2 separate regions of the Bos taurus genome follow, and region 1 is linked to region 2. The links are chromatin contacts, called in public Hi-C maps. All regions are on one chromosome and are shown on one strand. Each heading gives the region's core, a stretch centred on a gene start, on an enhancer-like site or on the middle of the called end of the contact. The rest is flanking DNA. Distances are from core to core; before and after follow the strand shown.

The links. A called contact is a pair of places that touch in the nucleus more often than the background predicts.
Region 1: a contact with region 2 is called in a Hi-C map of skin fibroblasts, with 10 times the contacts expected there. The contact joins the promoter of PMAIP1 here to the enhancer-like site in region 2. A contact is called at or near these places in 2 of 11 Hi-C or Micro-C datasets (skin fibroblasts and an unstated tissue).

Annotation. Positions count from the first base shown.
Region 1 is chr24:58,742,469-58,745,988 of ARS-UCD2.0, forward strand. PMAIP1 (phorbol-12-myristate-13-acetate-induced protein 1) reads left to right here and starts at 2,051. Exons shown (of 2, transcript XM_002697779.7): 1 at 2,051-2,259. The coding sequence starts at 2,202.
Region 2 is chr24:58,702,576-58,705,968 of ARS-UCD2.0, forward strand. No RefSeq gene overlaps it. Among named protein-coding and RNA genes, the nearest start is that of PMAIP1, 40 kb to the right of the region's middle. Within about 2 kb of position 1,541, at least 14 of the 102 cell types and tissues checked have an H3K27ac peak or open chromatin away from gene starts, as enhancers often do.

The DNA.
Region 1 (3,520 bases), core at 801-3,300, 40 kb after region 2:
TACCACAGGCAAAACTAAGTTGCTGAAGATCGAGTAAGCTTTCTTTCTTGCTTCCACGGCATTGTCTATATTTCAGCAGGACCCAGTGACAAATAAATACCTGCAGTTTTTGTTGATTGAGTGACTCAAGGTAAATAAACAAGTTCACATGCCTACTGGGGCCAGATAATGTAAATGAGAAAAACAAACAGCAGGGGGGTGTGGCCAACGTGAGAACTCCCGCCTGTCGGGTGTCTCTCTGAGGCCAGTCTCTGCATCCTCTCCTAGCCCACTCCTGCACTTTCGCACAAAGAATCTTGGGTTTGCAAGAGTTAATGATTTCCCAAAGGCCGCCAGAAACCTGAGCTTTTAATGCAATCTCTCAGTGTTTAAATGCTGGTATCTAATTCGATTTTTCACAAGACCAGTACTGTGAACCAAACCGAAAACTTCTAGGGAGTCACTCAGCTCTAAGCAACCAATTTGCAACCTCTGCATTATATAGATAATAAAAGATATATATATATATATATATATATAATAAGTCTTTATGTATGTGCGTGCGTGCAAGTCGCTTCAGTCGTGTCCGACTCTTTGCGACCCCATGGACTGTAGCCCACCAGGATCCTCTGTCCAGTCCATGGAATTCTCCAGGCAAAAAAACTCCTGAGTGGGTTGCTATGCCCTCCTCCAGGGGATCTTCCTGACCCAGGGATCGAACCTGTGTCTCCTGTAGCTCCTGCATTGCAGGCAGATTCTTTACGGCTGAGCCACCGGGGAAGCCCCTCTATTTATATATAGCAACCCATTCAGGAGTTTTCTTGCCTGGAGAATTCCATGGACTGGACAGAGGATCCTGGTGGGCTACAGTCCATGGGGTCGCAAAGAGTCGGACACGACTGAAGCGACTTGCACGCACGCACATACATAAAGAAGACTTATTTTCTAAGAAACTGTGATTCCTTGGAAGGCCGCAGATGCGGGTAAGATGTCCTGCTCGGGATGGTGCTGCCTGGGTTCAGACCCACCCTCTGCTCGCTGCCTGTGTGAGCTCAGCTCACTTCATCTTTATAAACCTTCAGTTTTCGCACCCGGAAAGTGGCCGCAATGGTGAGAATGTCCGCTTGATCGGGTTGTTCCGAGGACAGGATGAGGAAGTGTCTTCGGAAGCCCTCAGCGCCAAATTCTCAGAATCTGTTCTCTAGTACGAGTGACTGCTTCTCTTTATAATAATGGAATTATTCCCGGGCCAGCCAAACATCGGGCAAATACATATTCCCAAATGCCTCATTTCTCCCCCCGGGGGAGTTTTTGAAAGCTGTCTACATAATGACCTACTATTTTTTTTGTCGTTTTATTAAAGCGTCTGGAAGGAGGTATGAGACCGACCCAAGGGGAATACACTCTGCTTTTAAAACCTCTGTCCTCACCCAGGCAGAGAACAGCCACTTCCCTTCACCCGCTTTCCTTCTCCCCCGCACCCCCCCCCCCAATGCATTTTCCAAACCCAAACAGGGTTTCCTCCCTTGCTCCAGGCTTTTTAGTTGGCAGTGAGCTTCTCAACCAGTTTCAGTTTCAGTTAAGCTTCTGGCAGCTTCTCTACTGTAATTAAGTGTTCTCATTTTTCCCTGAAAACGTCCCACACTCCTCGAGTTTGAACACTGTCCTTTCCCAAACCCTCAGGGGTTTGTTTACGAGAGTCTCCGATTGCCCGTTTATGATAAGGATGACGCTCCAGGCCTCCCCATCCCCAGCTGTTCGCGAGGACAACCCTTCCCGGCTCACAGCTCAGAGACCCAGCCACGCCTGCAGCCGAGTCCTCGGTCCAGGAAGTAGTTTCGGGGCCGGGCCGGGTCTACCTCCCGCGCTGAGCCCGCCTCGCCACACACCGCCTGGGTCCCCGCCCCCACGGCGCGGGGCCCGAGCCGGGGGCGGGGCCGGGTGCTTTGTGGGTCCTGGGGGGCGGGGCTGGGGGCGGGGCACGGGCGGGGCCAGCTGTGGGTTTCGCTACGTCACCGGGAAGTCCCCGTACGACTCGAGCGCGGGCTGCGGCGATCGCCAGTCCTGCCAGGTTCTCGCAGGCGCGCGGTTCAGTTTCTCCTGCTCTGTGCTGACCGTCGTCTCCGGCCCGTTCGCCCCGCTCGCGGCCCTCGTCCTGCAGACCCGAGGTGCTCGGGTTGCATCCCTGAGTTGCCAGGGTCCGCCGGCGGCCGTCTGCAGAGATGCCTGGAAGGAGGGCTCGTAAGAGCGCCCAGCCGAGCCCCACGCGGGTCCCGGCAGGTAGGGAGAGCTGGGGCCCGCGGAGATCCTGACCGGGAAGGGGGTCGGGGTCGCGATCTCGGTCCGGGCAGGGGCAGCCCGTCGCCCCCGGGCCTAAGAGCCGGGCGGGACCCGCGCCCTGGCACGTGCTTTAGGGGCGCCTCCGGGACGCTGTTCGCGGGTTTAACCCGGGGCGGTAGGGATGGCTAGGGAAGGGGCGAGCCTTGCGATGGGGATGCTGCTGCGTTTGAGCGGCGGCCGAAAGCCGCCTCTCCTTCGCCTGCCTTTAGTTCGCGCTCGCCCTCCCCGGGGCCACGCGGAGAAAGTCATTGTCACGGCCGGGGGCGCCGCTGGCGTTCAGCGCTTCCCGAGACAGGCCCTTTTCCTCCGGGGTCCAGGACCTTTTGAGGACCCTTCTCCGTGTCTGACCGCTGTCCCCAGCCCCAGCAGCGACAAAAGTGATACTAATGCTTGATGCCGTCACAGTTCTGCAAAGGACGGATGGAGGGTTATGGAAGCCCCGAAAGGACCAACGAAGTCAGAAGCCTAGAAGGCCAGGCTTCTTAGTTAATTAAAAATATACCATTTTGACAGTCGGTATTAGTTACAGAAATGCCATAGAGAAAAACAGAAGATGGTCCACAGTGTTGTTTAATCCGTCCCTTCCTCCGCCCTTCCCCATCCATGTAGCCCCAGTAAGTAACGTCAGGTCACCTCTCCTCCTCCCCGCTTTTATAAATCTTATCAAACAAAGCAGACATCTGCTAAGGAGCAGTAGCAAAGAAGTAAGACCGTGGGCTGGAAATCCGTGTGGGTCATACTGCTGTTACATCAGACGGAATTGGGCCCCTTTTAAACTTAGTTTAATTTTATGGAGCCCCTGGGGCGTGCAAAGGAAGTGGTGCATGGCCAGTGTGGCTGTGGCTAAATTGGCACAAGGCTGCTCTCCGGCTCTTGCTTCGGAGGGAAGAAGCTTTGTCCGTCTTCAGTGATGTCCAAGAGTTCTGGCTGTGTTGCAAGAATTTCATAACCTTCACCGTCCAACTTGGCCCCCTTAAATAAGGGACAGCAAAAAGGTCCCTCTTAAACTTGATTAGATGGTAAGACATAAAAAAAATTGAGATGTGAGGTGTAACACTGTCTTAGTTTTACGTGAACAGCATAATGATTTGATATATGTTATCAATTGTTACATGATTACTGTAATAACTTTAGCTAAGGTCCATCACCACACATAGTTATGTTTTTAATTAATACATTTATAGATATAGTAAAAAGATTA
Region 2 (3,393 bases), core at 291-2,790:
ATGCAGCCCACCAGGCTCCTCAGTCCATGAGATTCTCCTGGCAAGAATTCTGGAGTGGGTTACCTTGCTCTCCTCCAGGGGAACCTCCTGACCCAGGGATTGAACCCTCGTCTTCTGTGGCTCCTTCCTTGCAGGCAGATTCTTTAGAAGCCCCCAGGTTAGTGCACACACATGTATTTCCTTGCTCTGTCAGCTTAGAGGGCCTAGAAGGGATGACACCCCACTAGCAGCAAGCATACTTAGCTCCCAAATCTTGGTTTCTAATTTCATTCTCCAGTTAAAGAGAACAAGGCTCCTTGGAGAAATGGCTGGCTCTAGGACTCAGGCAGAAAATACACCAGATGAACCAAGAGCATCTTATTGTGTCAGAAAGTAAGAAAGAGTCCAAAACAAAATTGTAAAAATCTGCCTAAAAAAATCGTAAGGAAGGGAGTGTATCAAAGTCACAAGAAGCACCTGAAAGAGGTCCCGGTGACCAATGGTAGCAAATGAGTAAACAAAGCAGTACTGGATTATAACCCGAAGTACTAAATGACTATCCATGAGTCCATATGGATACAATAAATGATTAAGAACTGTTAAATGATCACCTGAGACGTATTAAAACTTTCAGGTTTATGGAACTAAAATTGATTTGAAGGGGGCACCACCAAACTGGAAGTGGTTAGGAAGCCTTTTCTAGAGAAAAGGTAGAAACAGAGAAAGGAAAATACTGATTGGCTATAACTTAAAACCTGGTTGGCTGTTGATGATTGGTCATCCTTATCAATTTCATAATTTTCAAGCATTGACAGGCTTAGGTTTTCATTTGCTGACATAGGCTACCGTGGCTTTCGGAGCCACTTAAGTTTAATGGGCTCCTGCTGAATTACTTTAACACTACATCAATAAATAGCAGAGGAAGAGAAATCTAAACAGAAGAATTTCAAATAATTTCAGTAGATACTCTACCTTCAAGGGAGCATAACACCCCTTTTGCTGACAGTATGTATCTTTGCTATGATGTGGTAATTTGTTGTAATAATATCGATAGCATTGTCATTATTATGAAAAAAGCCCTTATTATCTGAAGATATATACTGAAGTATTTAGAGATGAAGCAACTTAATTTATGATTTAACAGAAAAAATATTTCAGTATGTGTATGTATTTTTCTATATGTGTGTGTATATATACACATGTATACGGAAATATGGACAGAGATAAAGAAAATTGCCAAAAGATTAACAATTGGTGAACTTGGTGATGGATACGTTCATTGCATTGTCTTTACCCTTCTGGAAATTATAATTTCCAATTAAGAAGTTTGGAAAAATAATTCCCAAAACATGAAGTATTTTAAACGTAGGCACATTTAATAAATGAATGCTTTTAAAACAAAAATACAATAATATAATATAATTACTTGAAAACAGGATTTCTGAATCAAGCAGTAATTACAGAATCTATAAAAATGGTGGGTCAGTGGTACCCAGATAGGCTGTGTGGTCTGTGGACAGGCTCAGGTTTGAAGCTGCGTGAGGAACGTGCTTTGTTACTGTGAGGTCATCTCAGGGACGTTCCTTTGAAGAAGACATCAAGGCCCCAGATTTGAGGCCTTTCAGGAGGGTGAAGGCCAAGCCACATTCCCTCTCGTTGACCTAGAGCCTGAGGCACTGTTTACACACAGAGATCTCCACCACCACACCCTTCTTCCCCTGGAGCTCTTCTCCTGACCTGGAAAATTCCCTCAGTTAAGTCATTCCCCACAAGGAAAGGAAGATCAAGGCAAGGAACTACCTTTCAAACCGCCCTTACGTGGAGTCTCCTAATCCTTTTTCTTCACTGCAGCTTAGTTTACAGAATTATCAGTTTGAAAGATCCAGAGGGAAGGAGGCTGGGCAGGTCACATCGAATGGAGGCAGAAATCAGCAAGCCAGAGCCCGCAGGCTCCTGGGAGAGGTCCGCTTCCGCTGCAGACCGGAAGGGGTGGGCCGCAGAGATCCTCGGGTCCGCCATGCTGGACCCGAGACAGAACAGGTTACCCAGCAGGAGGGGGAGCCCTGAAGCAAAGGAACCAGACAGAAAAAGAAGCCAGAAGGCGGTCGCAGACTCCACACCTCCCTGACTCCATCCCAAACCCACTGGACAAGAAACGAAACTGTGTGTCGGGGCTGCCGGAGGGAGATCCCAGCTCAGTTTGTTGCCTGAAAAACTAGTCATAACCTGAAAGTCGTGTTTATTCAGTGGGAATTTTTAGGACTTTAAGCGCTGGAGGCAGCGTCTCAGGTAGTCCTGAGAGAACTGCTCTGGGGAGGCGGGGGAAGAAGTCAGATTATACAGAAGTGTGTGACCAAGGGGCTTCCCTGGTTGCTCAGATAGGAAAGAATCTGTCTGCAGTGTGGGAAACCCAGGTTTGATACCTGGCTCGGCAAGATCTCCTGAAGGTGATCCTGGCAACACACTCCAATATTGTTGTCTAGAGAATTCCTTGGATAGAGAAGCCTGGTGGGCTACAGTCCATGGGTTCACAAAGAGTCGGACATGACTGAGCAACTAACACTTGGCTTGCAACAAAGGAGGCAGATAACCTGAACATCAAAGATTATTGTTAATTAAGGAAAATCAGGTATCCCAAGGAATTTAGTGCTCTTCTGTGTATGGCAAGTGTTGGGCTCACTGAACTCATTTCTTTCATATGCATCTCAGTGATCTGGGCTTCCCTGGTGGCTCAAATGGTAAAGAAACTGCCTGCAATTCAGGAGACCTGGGTTCAGTCCTTCAGTTGGGAAGATCCCCTGGGGAAGGGAACGGCAACGCACGCCGGTGTTCTTGCCTGGAGAATTCGATGGATGGAGGACCCTGGCAGGCTACAGTCCAAGTGGTCACAACGAGTCAGACAGGACTGAGTGACTAGCATAGCTATCTGGGGCCAGCCTCGCACAGTTTCCCATCCCCCTGTCCATAGGGAGTAGCCGCAGCCACATCGTGGGCATTATTCTTCTTTTTGGGGCCCTCTGGGCTCAGAGGGTCACATCTGCAGGGCCGGGACATCCTTATTTACAGATATGGCAAGATACTCGACTTCACAAGTGCTTGGAGAGGCCGAATGCCCTTCTTCCTTCTTTCTCTGCTCCCTTACCTGATCAGCTCTGAGGCAGATGACCTCACCTTCCAGCGCTGGTTAGGTTCACCTCAAGCCTCAGCTCACTCTGCACCTACCTCCAGACCCAACTAGGTCACCAGGAGGCAAGGGAGCTGGGGGCAAAGTGTCAGAAAAGGGGCAGGACACGCTACGATCCATTCTACCAAGGCCCAAGCAAACTGTCTTCCAGTAGAAAGTACACCTCAAATGTCCACCTCGGCCAGCTAAGTGGCTGAGCTGGGGAGGCAGAGGAATGAGATTTGGAAGAG